3 separate regions of the Ovis aries genome follow, and regions 1 and 3 are each linked to region 2. A link is a contact called in public Hi-C data. All regions are on one chromosome and are shown on one strand. The core of a region is the stretch at or near the end of the contact, and the rest is flanking DNA. Distances in the headings are between cores, read along the strand shown.

What was found. A called contact is a pair of places that touch in the nucleus more often than the background predicts.
Region 1: a contact with region 2 is called in a Hi-C map of hypothalamus, with 3 times the contacts expected there. The contact joins two enhancer-like sites. A contact is called at or near these places in 8 of 16 Hi-C or Micro-C datasets (blood, hypothalamus, liver and 5 more).
Region 3: a contact with region 2 is called in a Hi-C map of tail adipose tissue, with 11 times the contacts expected there. The contact joins the promoter of MED13L here to the enhancer-like site in region 2. A contact is called at or near these places in 9 of 16 Hi-C or Micro-C datasets (blood, hypothalamus, mesenteric adipose tissue and 4 more).

Annotation. Positions count from the first base shown.
Region 1 is chr17:58,774,852-58,779,378 of ARS-UI_Ramb_v3.0, reverse strand. All of the region lies in intron 2 of MED13L (mediator complex subunit 13L), which reads right to left. Among named protein-coding and RNA genes, the nearest start is that of TRNAC-ACA, 120 kb to the right of the region's middle. Within about 2 kb of position 2,043, at least 8 of the 54 cell types and tissues checked have an H3K27ac peak or open chromatin away from gene starts, as enhancers often do.
Region 2 is chr17:58,378,195-58,383,016 of ARS-UI_Ramb_v3.0, reverse strand. All of the region lies in intron 2 of LOC121816951 (a long non-coding RNA gene), which reads right to left. Among named protein-coding and RNA genes, the nearest start is that of SPRING1, 99 kb to the right of the region's middle. Within about 2 kb of position 2,481, at least 23 of the 54 cell types and tissues checked have an H3K27ac peak or open chromatin away from gene starts, as enhancers often do. A contact at or near this core is called in tail adipose tissue, where this site is marked.
Region 3 is chr17:58,647,048-58,651,448 of ARS-UI_Ramb_v3.0, reverse strand. It overlaps MED13L (mediator complex subunit 13L), which reads right to left and starts at 2,456. Exons shown (of 31, transcript XM_015101660.4): 1 at 2,193-2,456. The coding sequence starts at 2,264.

The DNA.
Region 1 (4,527 bases), core at 794-3,293, 400 kb before region 2:
TCAGTCATATTCATCGAATTTAGAAAATAAAGTTACACATTTAGCAACCTTAAACTCACATTCTATGTTGTTATAACTATATATAACCATGCTACTTGTTTCAGTCTATAAGGTATGAGCCAAAAGTCTCTCTACAGTTATCTGAAGCCACATCTGTAAAGGCCACAGGAACTTTTTTTTGGGGGGGGGGCAGGAAGGAATGCAAAAATATTTTGGGGGGTATAAAAATACTGTATAATCCATTTCTACGTAAGTTTTGGCAATACTATATGGTTTTCTGAAGTCACCTTCAGTAGCATTATTCTCAACTTACCTCTGGCTTATTCATGGACACCAAATTTTATGATTATCAAACAAACTTCTAACTAAATTTTTAAGTATAACTTAATCACTTTACCAATAGTAAATTCTCAATTTGAGAGATATTTAAAAGATGTCTTTTATCTATTTGAAGATAACTCAAATATTATAGTTTGAGCTAGTTATTGAAAATCCCATTTTCCGCAGAGATGTTTACAAATGAAGGTACATAGAGAAGAAACTGGAACACAATGGCTCTTTTAAATTGACTAGACAACTATTCACTGTTCACATTCATTTTGTATCTTGCAGTCTGGAAAAACTAAGGTTCCTTTTAACTTTCAATTAGTCATATGCTGTCCTGTTTAATTTTTTTCTCTGACCATTTTGCCCTTTTGAAGGTGAACTCAAATTAAGTCAAAAACATGTAATACACGACAGTAATTTGGAAGTGATTTTCTGCCTCCCAAAACCAGACATTATGCCTTGCCAAGGGAAAAACTATATAAATAAGACTATTCACAAGATAGGAAGCATAAGCACATGCCCATTTACCTTCAGGGTAGTCACTGAAACTTCAAAGCACCATGAAAAGCAGCATCAATGCTTTTGTCTAAAAGATCTCAGAAAATGTAAGTGATCTTGGTTTCATAAATATCTAAGACTTTCCAGGAAACAAACAGGTTTCTTAAATTCACAAGAAACTGCCTAAACATCTCTTATTAGCAATGAAAGTCACAACCTCTTTCCTTGAAGGTGATCATACTTACATAAGTTTAAGAAAAAAAAATTTTTTTGGCCACAATGGAATAACATAAAAATGTTTTACACTTGCTTTACTTTAGTTCAGGTTAAAAACAACTATTTTAAAAATAAAACTCCAGATTGTGCAGTTTCAATTTTCCACTGCTCATTTTCTATGACAATCTGACCAAGAATTTCCCTGGTGAGGAAAGAAGATGATATCTGAAACCTTATTTTCAGAAAAATATCTGATTACATATCCAGTTTTTTCTGAAAACACTAATGAAAAGGTAATGATATAATAAACTGAAAGCTGGTTTTAGAAATGAGCAAGTGAAGCTCATCTAAAGGCCAGAAAGGACTTTCTGGAAAGAATGATAAGCATCTTGGAATCTCACTACTCTCACACACTGAGCTCCAATCTGCAGCCATTTCCCTCTGAGCCAATGCACTTGATGGGTGTGATAACAGATGGATCACTGTATCTGCCAACTTCCTGTGATGTACTGTATGGGGACTGATAATTTAGTGACTACAGAAGTCCTACAACAGACAATGCAAGCAATCCTGGCATTCGGTAAGTAGCTGCATGCAGTCCTTTGACAGTCTGTAGGTGTTGAATATATGCAGATCATTGTACAATGTAAGCTCTCTGCAAGTATCTATGCCATCTTGAAAAAAAGAAGAAATTAAACACTGGGCAAGCTAAGAACTAAATAGAACAAACAGGAAAGAACAAATATACTTAAAGTAACACTTTTTACTTAAAAAATATGAAAACCATATATTGCTCAAAAAGCTATTAGAGCTTCATGACCAGGTTAACCAGAAATATATGTATACACATTGTGGGCCTAATTTTCAGGTTTCACAACCAGAGTGGTATTGAAGTTTGTGTGAAATAATTCCTTGCTGTAGGGGGCTCTCTTGTGCATCATCCCTGGGTAATGGATGCTTAGCATCATCCCTAGCCTCTACCCAGTAGATGGCAACAGCACCCTACCCTCCAGTGGTGACAACCAGAAATGTATCTACACCACCAGCACCTCGTTGAGAAGACAGTCTAGAACTGCACTCTTTCAATTTTAATGTTTACTTTGGAGTGGAGGGAGAGAATATAAGGAAAGCGGAGTGTTTATTCATGGAAAGCATACACAAAAGACTCAAACATAATCTATATAGTGTGGATCAGCTAAGCACATATTACTATGAAGAGGAAAGGAAATTGTTCACCAGGTTACGGAGGGAAATGAAAAGGCAGCTTCCATTAACAAGCATGAGAAGTGTAGTCTCTGCAAAACAGGAAGAAAATCATAGCTCTGCTACAACACTATATACAAATGATACTGACAGTACTTTTGTCACATATCCTCCTCAAATAAATTCTTCATTATGTCAGGTACTGATTTACAGAATTGTCAACTTTAACAGATGCTCAGAGATGAAACTCTCCAGGTTTCATGTTCTGGTTAAAAAAGTCGTATCTGTGCATACACATATAAATGTGTGTGCATGTATATAGTCAAAATCCAAGTGTAGACACATTTGAAAAACATGGGTATTGAAATCAGTATGACCATCTTATTTTACTTGCACATCTCTGGAACCTGCCAAACGTACTCTACTCAAGTTATCTGGGAGAGGATTAGTTTGTCATTTTTGCAGCACCTCTAATGTAATGCTATTCTCTAAGTCTATAGCACAAAATCTCTTTTAAAATATTATTTTACAATACTACACAATATTAGCACTTGGAGTAAAGTCCTATAATCAAATTAAGGATGCTATTTGCACACGGAAATGCAGTTTTCTTTCTCCTCATTTTCTGTCTGCCTACTCTTTCTGCAATCTCACTACTGAGCAAAAAAGGAGGACTAAAAGCGGGGGTGGGGTGGAGGGATGATGAGAGGAACAGACTAACCAGGGGAAATGAACTCAACATTACTTACTACACAGTTGCAATTCTTTGATTAGGAATGAATTTTTGAAACTAGAGATTTTTGAAAATGATGAGTAAGGTGGATTTACTAATGATAATACTGTCACAAAAGGAAAACTCCTTGGTAATTTGAAAGGAGGACATGAGTAAAGGGGCAACTTTTCCCTCAACTAGCAGAGGCCATTAACAATAATGAACAAAACCAGAATTTATTTCTGGCAGGTCACTATACAAGCAGTCTTTAGTTTCAAATTCTTGAAGGGCATCCATAAAACATAGCACTTTACCCTGGAACACTCACCCTGCCAGTCAGCACTGCCTGAAAGTCCAACCCTCGGCTTCCCTCTACAAATGCAAAGGCTCAATCTAAGAGTAGAAACAGTAACTCCTAACAATGTGGGAAATGCATAAGCATGGAGAAGAGCTTGATCCAGGATGACTACAGACCAAGCTGGTAGTGGAACTCACGCTCCGCTCAAAACTGGCTCCAAGACCATGTGACCCTCAGATACAGACAGACAGGCCCTCAACACCACAGCTCACCCAGCCAGATACCACCTGTTTTCCAAAGATGGCTGACACAACATTTTCCATCCTGAGCTGTGCTTAGTCACTCAGCCATGTCCAACTCTTTGCAACCCATGGACTGGTAGCCCACCAGGCTCCTCTGTCTTTGGGGATGCTCCAGGCAATAATACTGGAGTGGGTTGCCGTGCCTTCCTCCAGGGGATCTTCCCAAGCCAGGGATCGAACCCAGGTCTCCCACACTGTAGGTGGATTCTTTACCAGCTGAGCTGTTCTTTTTACACTGTGACACTGTCACTCTTCTCATCAAGTAATAGGGAGTATGTCACCTCCCCTGAATCTAGATGGCTCTCTGTGAGTGCCTCAACACACAAAATTTGGCCAGAGTGACACTATGCTAAGTCTCCTGGTTCAAAGCTTCAAAAACTGGCAGTGTCCATGTCCTGCCTCTTGGAATGCTCATTTTTAGAATCCAACCTTGCTGTGTGTGGAAACCCAGTTCACATGTAGAAGCCACAGGTGGTTGTTCTGGCTATCTTGGCTGAAGTTCTAGCCAATAGCCAGCACCAGCCACTGGCTATGTAAGTAAAGATATCCCCAAGAATATCAGGTTCTTGCCACAGAGTCACTTTTAGTCTTGGAGTCATACCAGGAGTCCTCAGACATCCTGGAGCACAAACTAGTAGCCCCTATTATGTCTGGAGTTCTGACCCATAGAGTCAATGGGCATAAAAAAAAAAGCTGGATTGGGTTTTTTTGTGTTTTTCTTTTTTTTTTTTTGCCACTAAATAATTTATCCAGTGCAATCAGTATCCTAGGCAGAGTAGATTCAGTACTTCATTCACAAAAACAAAGCTCTTACAGTACTCAACCTAGTCTTGCTGTATAACACGATCTGGATGATTTATTGCTGGGTGACAAATCATTAAGGTAGCATACTGACAGTGAAAATATTAAATTTTAAAGGTACTGATTTCATTACCAAGTACAATATAAACAAAGATGTAGAGATCCATTGA
Region 2 (4,822 bases), core at 1,232-3,731:
GAGCAGGCTCCAGATGGGCTAGTTGGAATAACCTCAGTGAGATCCGGGGTGTGAGGGCTGTGCCCACGTTGTATGTCCTCGGTTAGCAGGGCAGGTGGACAGTGGCTCAGAGGGTGAGAGTCCTGTCAGGAAGAGGGTCGGAGATGTGACCTCTGGATTGGTTGGTCTGCATCTGTAAGGCATGCTTCCTGGCGACTTGTTCCCTATCTCCAGGAACTGGCTAAACCCAGGAGGAGTAGGTCCCAAGATGTTCAAAGCATCAGAATACAGGAAATAAGACACAGCTAATATGCAGACTCAGCCTGGGGGCTCAGACTATCCCCCCAGCTGCCCACAGTCACTGCAGGGACCGAGACCCTGGCTATGTGGGACTCTCCACCTGTGGGAAGGATACAACAGGTCTGGTTCCACTACATAAGGAAAGAGAAGAGTTGCTCTGGTGTCACTTAGGACACTGTCTTGGCATGGCCCATTCATCCTCATAAGCCTGCAGACAGAGGGTACAATGAGATAGACAAAGGCCCTTAAACTGTGAAGCTGATGAGAAGGAAAATGAGTTTGTGCTGCGATGCCCAAGAATTGTTTTATTTTCTTATAAATTCTGCCCCATTTCAATTCAGAGCTTGTTGTCAAGAGCAAAGGACAGAGGAGGTGGTGTCCTTGATTAAAACAACACAAATACTGTTTTCAAAAATGTAGCTGGCTGGTGCCCATGTTGTTTTAATTTGCTGGGACCAGATTGTCCAGCCCTCGTGGATGTGATCCCAGACAGGCTCGTTTGACTTATTCAGAGAAAAACTCTGTTTTCAGCCACAAACTGCACCCCTCACCCTGGCCAAATATGTTGTAATCCTTGCTAAAGGTCCCAACAGTTATTGCCCAGGAGTCCCAAGCCCACCTTCTGGATGCCAACTCCAGAGGCTACACACATGTTCTCCACGTGCCACTGACCCCAGAGGGAGACCGCAGAGCTGGTCCAGGCTTACCCTTACAGTAAAGCAGGTTGAGCTACCAGCATATGGTAGGCACTCCATAATTGTTTGCCCAATGAATGAGTGAGCAATTGGATCGGTGGATGGATGGATGGGTGGATAAGTGATGGATGGATGGATAGATGGTTGGATGGATGGATGGCTGCATTTTCTTTAGCCATTCATCAACTGATGGCTTTGGGCTTTAGGCTTGGTTCAATTTCTACCAGGCAGGTAAAAAGAATTTTCTCTCTCTTTTCCAGTGAAATGTTTTCATCCCCATATTGACTAGAACAGCTCTCTCTTTGGGGTCGCACAGAGTCAGACACGACTGAGCAACTTCACTTTCACTTTCACCTCCATAAAACAAAAAACAAAAAAACAAAAAACAGGGTTTCCCTGGTGGCTCAGTGGTAAAGAACCCACCTGCCAATGCAGGAGAGACAGGTTCGATCTCTGGTCCAGGAAGATCTCACATGCCACGGAGCAACTAAGTCCGTGCACCGCAAGTGTCGAGCCTGAGCTCTAGGACCCGTGCTCCGCAACTAGAGGAGCCGCTGCAATGAGAGAAGCCAGCGCAATACCGCAAGGGCAGCCCCCGCTCTCCACAACTAGAGAAGAGTCCACACAGCTGTGAAGACCCAGCACAGCCAAAGATACAAACAAATAAGCATTTAAAAAAAGCAAACACAGAACTACTACTGCATGATCCATCAGTGCCACTGCTGCGTACAACTCCAAAGGAGACGAGACCAGAATCTTGAAGAGATACCTGAACTTCCAGGTCAATGAAGCATTATTCACAATAGCCATGACGTGGAAGCAACCTAAGTGTTCACTGACAGGTGAATGGCTAAAGAAAATGTGGCATATTTACACAAGGGAATATTATTAGGCCATTAAAAAAAAAAAAAAAAAAGGAGATCCTGCCATATGCAACAACGAGAACCTGGAAGACATTAGGCTCAGTGAAATTAGCCAGACCCAGAAACACGATACTGCACGGTATCACTTATGTGTGGAATCTGAAAAAGTTGACCTTGCAGAAGCAGACAGTAGAACAGTGCTTGCCAGGGGCTGGGAGAGTACAGGAGATGGGGAGATGGTGTGGTCAAGGGCACAAAACTTTCACGGTGAAGATGAATAAGTTCTGGGGATCTACTTAACACTGCTGGTTAATAGTACTGAACTCCATTCTTGAAACTTGATAAGAGTGTAGATTTCAAGTGTTCTCCCCCCAACACACACAAAATTGTAAGTATGGAAAATAAAGATAAAAGAATCCACCTCTGTCTCTTTCCTTTTATTCTGCTCTCTTACTTCATGCCTTAAAACAAGTCTGGCAGCAGCAGAACGCAGGGAGCTCATGAAGACAGTCTCTCCTTTAAAAATGACCATGATCTCACTCCTCCTCCCACCCCCGTGGAAACTGGAGCACGGCTCAAGGAGACCTGCTGTCACAGGATCCGGCTTACGGGCACAAAAGCCGGGAAATTTCAGAGCCAATCTGGGCCAGGGGAGGCCAGAGCTCGTGAGCTGGGCTGAAATGATTCTTCCAGACTGCAGAGAAGAGAGTGGCCTGCCCGCCCGCCAGCCTGCCCAGCGGCAAACAGGAAATCCCAGAATTTATAGATGACCCCGTTACAAGGCAAATGTTTTGGAACAAATTGTTCTTCTTTTTAAATCCTTGTTTTCCACTAGTTCTTCTTTCTGGATTCCCCCCTCCTTTCCACCTTCCCGCTGTCCTTGTTAAACCGGGGCCACAGCGCCACCTGCTGCCTATCGCGGGCAGAGGGCCTCCACTCGGACAGGCCCTGGGTCCTGCCCCCAGCCCCCCTGCCCTACCAGGGGTGAGTGAGCGGCTTTCTGGCTCCTGTCCCAAGGGTTTGTGCTTAAGGTCACGTACCAAGCCGCAGGAGAACTGCTCCTGTGGTTCTTACGTGACCTGAAGACTCGTGGTAAGCTGTCTCCCCACCGCCCGTCCTCTGGGAAGGCTGGTGGAAAAAGCAAGTCATGTGGTATGACCGGCCAAGGCCAGGTCTCCACTCCGCGCACACCAGCTGGGCCAGCTTTGGTCAATCATGTCAACCCAAGGAGCCTCGACTTCATCCGGGCCCAAATGCAGCAACTTCGCCCGGTGGTCTGGAAAACGTGAGGTGCACGTGCCACAGAAGATGCTCCACGGACGTTGGTCTCCTTTCTTTCTGTTTGGAGTGCTGCTCATTGGGAGGGAATAGCCAGAGAGTCTTAGGGGCAAAGCCTGCACCTCATGTTTCTCTCCTGACAGGAGAGCTCCGCACGGGCACAGCCCGCCCCGGGCACACGATGAGCCTCAGCACAGCCCCCGCGTGTGAGCTGACGACTCTGGGTGGGCTGCTTCCCCCTCTTCAGGCTTGGGTTCCTCCCCTGTATCTGGGGTGGCATTCATGCCCACAGCACAAAGCTTGCTGAGCACTGAAGTGAAAGCACATCCAGAATTTAGCGGGGAGGACTTGGAGAGTAGTAAAGTCGCCCACGACCCTAGCTGTCGTCATTATCGTGAGACGAACATGGTGCCTCACACGTGGGAAGAAGCATTTGGTAAATGAATGAATGAAAATCATCAGAGGACGTGAGGCAGAAGTTAGTCACAGTTCAGGCACCGATGTGCCATGAGATACTAAATGTCTGCACTTGACCATTCCCATCCAGAAACCTTCCTTTATTGAGTATACGATCCTCCACCCAGGACCTCAATTTTTCCACTTGTTGGATGGGCATGACATCCATCCTCCCTATTTCTGAGAGGGGATCTGTCCAGGGGTATGTGTGAAACAGCTTTGAAAAGTTTTAATAGAGTGTAGGAAGGAAGGAAGGCTTTATTTTCATTTAGGGTGGTTCCATGTGCCTGGTGGCTTCACCCTTACCCTCCAAGGGTTCCTGGGGCTCTCTGGGGGTATGTGAGGTTTCTCTTGATGCAAAGTGGTAGCCATGTCCCCGAGCCCCAAATCACTGGGTGGAGTTGGGGGAGGGGGTCAGATCAATTTTATACTACAGAGCCTGGGCTAATCAGCTCTTTTGCTACTGACCCAAGTTGAATACACTCCAAGAAGTGAGTTCCCCTCTAGGAAAGCTCCTCCTCTAACCCAGAGAGAGAATCATGCCCTATAATGCGTCTCCAATATGGCGACTAGTTGGGGAAGAGATTCGAGGCAGGAGACGGGTGGGTTGGATGACATCAGGAAGCAAGGCTGGGGGCTACCATAAGCACCGTGACAGAGTCCCAGCCTAGTCTGGAGGGTCCCAGGGAGCCACAGAGTATTCATAGCAAGGGAGGGACGTGTCCAGAAAGAGAATTTAGGCAGCCGCATGAGGGATAAATGACAGCAAGGACCACACAGCTCCTTCCATGCTATGTGGCCTAGAGGCAGGATAATCGACTATCCTGGATCACCCAGGACAGAGGGAGTTCTCAGGGCATGGGGTCTTCAGGAAAACCCAAGGAGAGTCCTAGGACGAGCCAGACATGCTAATTCAGTGTAAACAGTGCCTCCTGGAGTTGTACAGTCCCGATTCTGACTCCTGCCCTCTAAGGCAGGCTTTCCCCTCACCTCCTCACCTGCCCTCACAGATAACCTGTCTCTGGTCCCACTCCCTCTCAGTTCTATTCTGCTGAACAACAGCTAGCTTATTGGATTAATACACAGGGATGGATTGCACGCTTATCCTTTCTAGGTAAGCTTTACGCATTTAAACAAAGGCTTCTTGGAGACAATGTTTAATCCAATGGAGTGACTCTAACCATAAACATGTTTAACCCAGAAGAGGTGGGGGAGACATGGAGGTGCTAAGCGGGGAGTTGCCCACGGCGC
Region 3 (4,401 bases), core at 1,207-3,706, 270 kb before region 2:
TATACTCAAAAATGAATTCCTGGTTTAAGCACAAACCTTTAGAAAGTCAGAAAGCACAGAATCCTCTCCTACAAATTTTTTCTCCAAAACAATATTAAACATCTTTAGAAACATTATCATTCTTAAGCTTTTTAAAAAAATTAAAAAAGGATAAAAAAAGAAATGATATATACTGAAGACTGGCTACACATGTATTTTCACTCCTACATGAAAGGTACTGTATACAAAATAGCCACATATATACAAGCCATTATCAGTCAGCATGATATATGGTAATTTGGGGGAATCTCTCCTCACTAATACTGATCTACTTGGTTATTTTAATTTCCTGATAAAGTGTCAACTCGGTCACCAGTCACCAAACAAAAACCATTTAAATACCCCTTAGTCAATGTTTGCTACCCTATGGAAGTCCCTGAGAATCTGAGTGACACTAAATGAAAGACTGAGAGAAGAAAAGAGGAGGCAAGGGGAAGTTATCACAGGACTGAAAGGGAGAATCACAACTTGTAACTGAATTTTAAGATTAAATATCCGAATAAAAATGTTGGGAGGAAAAAAACTGACCTGCTATTACTACAGTAAAAGCATAGATACTATGTCACTCGGTCTCAGTAGGTAAAAATCGCTTGTCTTCATTTTTTAAAATCTGCATAATGAAATATATTTAATAAAGCTTCTATTTAAAAAGTTGGCAAGAATTTGTATTTCTCCACTAGTCTCAAAAGGAAAAAAAAAAGCATCTATGCTACCCTTAATTAAATGTAACTAATTACAATTTGAACACTAAATTATGTACCCAGTGTAAACAAAGATTAAGAGGAAATAAAGCTCTATGTACAGCAGAGGTTACGGAAAACAATTTCCAAAATGCATGTTCTCTAAAGGCAGTCCCCCAAAAAGGGTACACCACTTAAACAAAGTTGGGTTTTTTTAAAGTCTAAATTAAACAAACCGTTCAGCCAATTTTCCAATTATATTCCACGCTTGAAACATAATTGCCTTACATCTGTTTACAAATCTTTGCTCAATATTTAAACAAATTCGTAGTCTCCCGGGCACATAGCTATACATACAGTTACTCATGCACAAAGCACATATTTAAAGACCACGCACTGCAATTATTAGTCTAAACGCCAGGTTTAACAACGTGAATGTTTTCAGAGCTAGGTAATACGACCCAATAAAAAAAAGCAAAGATGGCATTTACCACCAAATGTCACTGCCACCGCCAGGAAAGAGTTTCTGGAACCCTATACATTTTTAATTTCGATGAATCTAGACGCCGTCGTCGGATGCCAGGCTTCCAGGAGAACAATTGACACCCTAACTGCTTCAAGATTAAGGCAGGCGATTCAAATCCGAAGGAAAAGTTGTCAATTATCAGAGAGAGAGCGCGAGAGAGGCGAAGACAGATAAAAGCGATGTTATCAAACCGCCCAGCTTGTTGCTTTGTGTGTGTGTGTGTGTGTGTGTGTGTGTGTGTGGATTCGTTGTGAGCAGAGAGAAAACAGTTTTTAAAAGACACAGGAGGAGAGAAAGAAAAAAAGCTTTCTCCACCTTCCGTCGGCTCGGTGCAATGGCTTTAAGGCTCTCCAGCGTAGTAAGCCCCGAGAGGCAGGCGGCTGTCGATGTTTACAATCGCCGGAGCTTCGGGTGCAAGAGTCCTTTACTGACACAATCGCATTCAATCAACTGTTTTCGGGCGAAATTGCAGGTGTCATTATGGAATTTTTTAAAAAATTCAAAAGGCGGGCGGGCGGGCGGGCAGCCGATCCGACACAAGGGGGAAAAAAAGCTGCTTATCGCAGGCGCGGGCAACACAAGGCAAAAGCCTTCCACATTTAAGGGGGGAAAAGAGGGGGAAAGGGAGGGGAAGGGGAGTGCGACTGCAACAGAGGGTGGGCGTTCGAAGTGCGACCCAGAATCCGCAGCTTTGAGACTTCCACATGCAAATTCCACGCCGAGCGCCGCGCTCACAAATGATTTTTAAAGAGCCAAATAAACACTGGATGGGATCCAAGGCGAAGGAGAGACGATCCAAAAGGGGGAGAATCGGCAAGAGGCGAACGGCGGGGAGAGGCGAGGGAGGGGCGAAGTCCCGGCGGCGGGAGGAGAAAGTTGGTCGGTGGCGGAGGTCGACCCCCCCCCACCCCACGGCACAGCCCCCTCCCCGCAGCCCGGCTACTCACCAGCGAGAAGAGGTTGGAGTGACAATCCTCCAGGCTCGCCCCGTTCGCCACCCAGTTCGCTGCCGCAGTCATGATCCTCCGCGAGCCCGGCCGCCAGAGCGGGGCATGTCGGAGCGAGGCGTCCGAGGCGAGGCCGGGCCGGGCGGCGGCGCCTCGCCGGGGAGCGTGGGGCGGCCCGGCCGCCGCCGCCGCCGGGGGAGGGCGCGAGGGCCGGCGGGCGGGCGAGAGGCGCCGCGGCGACGCCGCGCCGGGGGCGGCGGGCCCGGGCCGGCGGGGGGGTCCGCGGCGGCCGCGCGGCTCCTTCCTGCTCGGGCGGCGGCGGCGGCTGCTCCCGCGGCGGCGGCTGCTCCCGCGGCGGCGGGGGGCGCTGTCCGCGCGGCCCGGCGCCCTCCCCGCCTCTCAGGGCCGCCGCTGCCTCCCGGGCCGGCGCTGCGGGCCGACCGCCGCCTCCGCCTTCCCTGTTCCTCAGCCGCCGCCGCCGCCGCCTTGTTTATCTCCAGCCACCGACTCCCCCTCAGCCCCCGCCGGCGCGTGAGGGGAGGCGAGCCCTAGAGTCGCCGCCGCCGCTTCGGAGCCGCCGCCGCCGCGGAGCGCGAACTCGCGAAGGGGGGGGTGCGGACGAAGCCAGCGGGCGACCCCGGCAGCCGAGCGACGTCCCCTCCTTCCTCTTCCTCCCCCACCCCCCCCTCCTCCCCAGTCAGCCTCGCTTCTCCTCCCTCCCTGGGCTCGCTCGCTCTGACAGCAATGGCGGCCGCCGACCGCGGCTCGGCCCGCCATTGGCTGGCGCCTTGTCACGTGACGGGCGCCGGCCGCACGGGGGGGGACTGGAGGAGGCGGGGGAGGGGCCGGAGCGGCGGCCGCGACTGTTCGCTGGCGGCGCTGCTGAGCCGAGAGCGGCTGGATTCTCCGGCGGAGAGAGGGAGGGAGACGGAGACAGAGGGAGAGAAAGAAGTGCGGGCGGCGCGGCTCCGAGGCGGGCGGGCGGGCAGTCAGCCGCTGAGCCGGCCGCCCCGCGCCCCGCCCCCTCGGGTGCACGAATCTTTGCTGGGCGCGACCGCGAGCCACGGGAACGCCGGTGGCAGTGGTTGTGGAGGGCTTGGGGCTCCTTGCCTGTGCCCTCGATCGCCCCTGCCGGCTGGGTGGCAGAGGCCCGCCATGGGCCAGACAGCAGATCCAAGTGCTTCGGGGTGTCTCCTCGAGGTCTCACTCCGTGGTCCGCGTTTTGCAGATGAGAAAACTGAAGCACAAAGAGGTTAAGACACTTACCCGAGGTCGCTCACCTAGGAAGAGGAGGGGATGGGATTCGAACCCTTGTATTCAGGCACACAGCGAAGCGGAGCTCTTGCATCAAGATTTTAAAGCCTAGGCCAGGAAGTGCTTACTGTGTACCACGCACTATGCTCTGAATCCAGAAATGCCTTTTTAATCCCTTACTCGTAGGCGCTGTGCGCATGCATGCATGCGTTGCAGAAATGCTTTCTGACCTCTTGCTTTGTGCCAGGATATAAATATATGTATTTTTTAAACTACCAGACACTACTGGGCTGGATTTGGAGCAGACCTTCCCGCCTGGCTCCATTCAGTCAATAACCAACATTTCCCAAGCATAACAGTGTGGGAGTCCAGAGAAATGCCAGTATGAGGAGGCTCTCTGTCAGACCTCAGAGCTCATGCTCCCCTCGAAGGTGGGAAGGAGATAACTTCTTCATTAACAAGCCCGCAAACGTGGAAAAGCCAGGTGGATTGGATTAAAACAGGGACGAATGGAAAACAAGAAAGAAGCAATGTAATAAAAGGAGAACAGTATTAGATATATGAATTGAGCTTTGGAATTACCACAAATTACTGCTAAAGCAAAACTCAGGAGCAGCATGTTATAATATGCATTATGATTGACACTATGTTACAACGAATGTACCCACATTATTTCACATAGTCCTCAGAACAACCGCATTAAGATACTGTTTTTATCCTTAGACTGTAAGTCAAAGCTCAGAAGTGCAGTGACATCTCCAAGCTCTCCAGTTAGTGAACGGCTCAAGCCCAGGTGTATCTGGCTTCAGAGCCCAAGCCTGAGTCCAGAAGGTTCTGTCAACAAGTGCCTATAGATGACTCTGGCACCCATGGTTGTATTACCTTGACCACCATGGTTTAACTCTCTGAGCCTCATTTCCCAGTCTATCAGAAAGAGGTCCCAGTTGCTGACCCA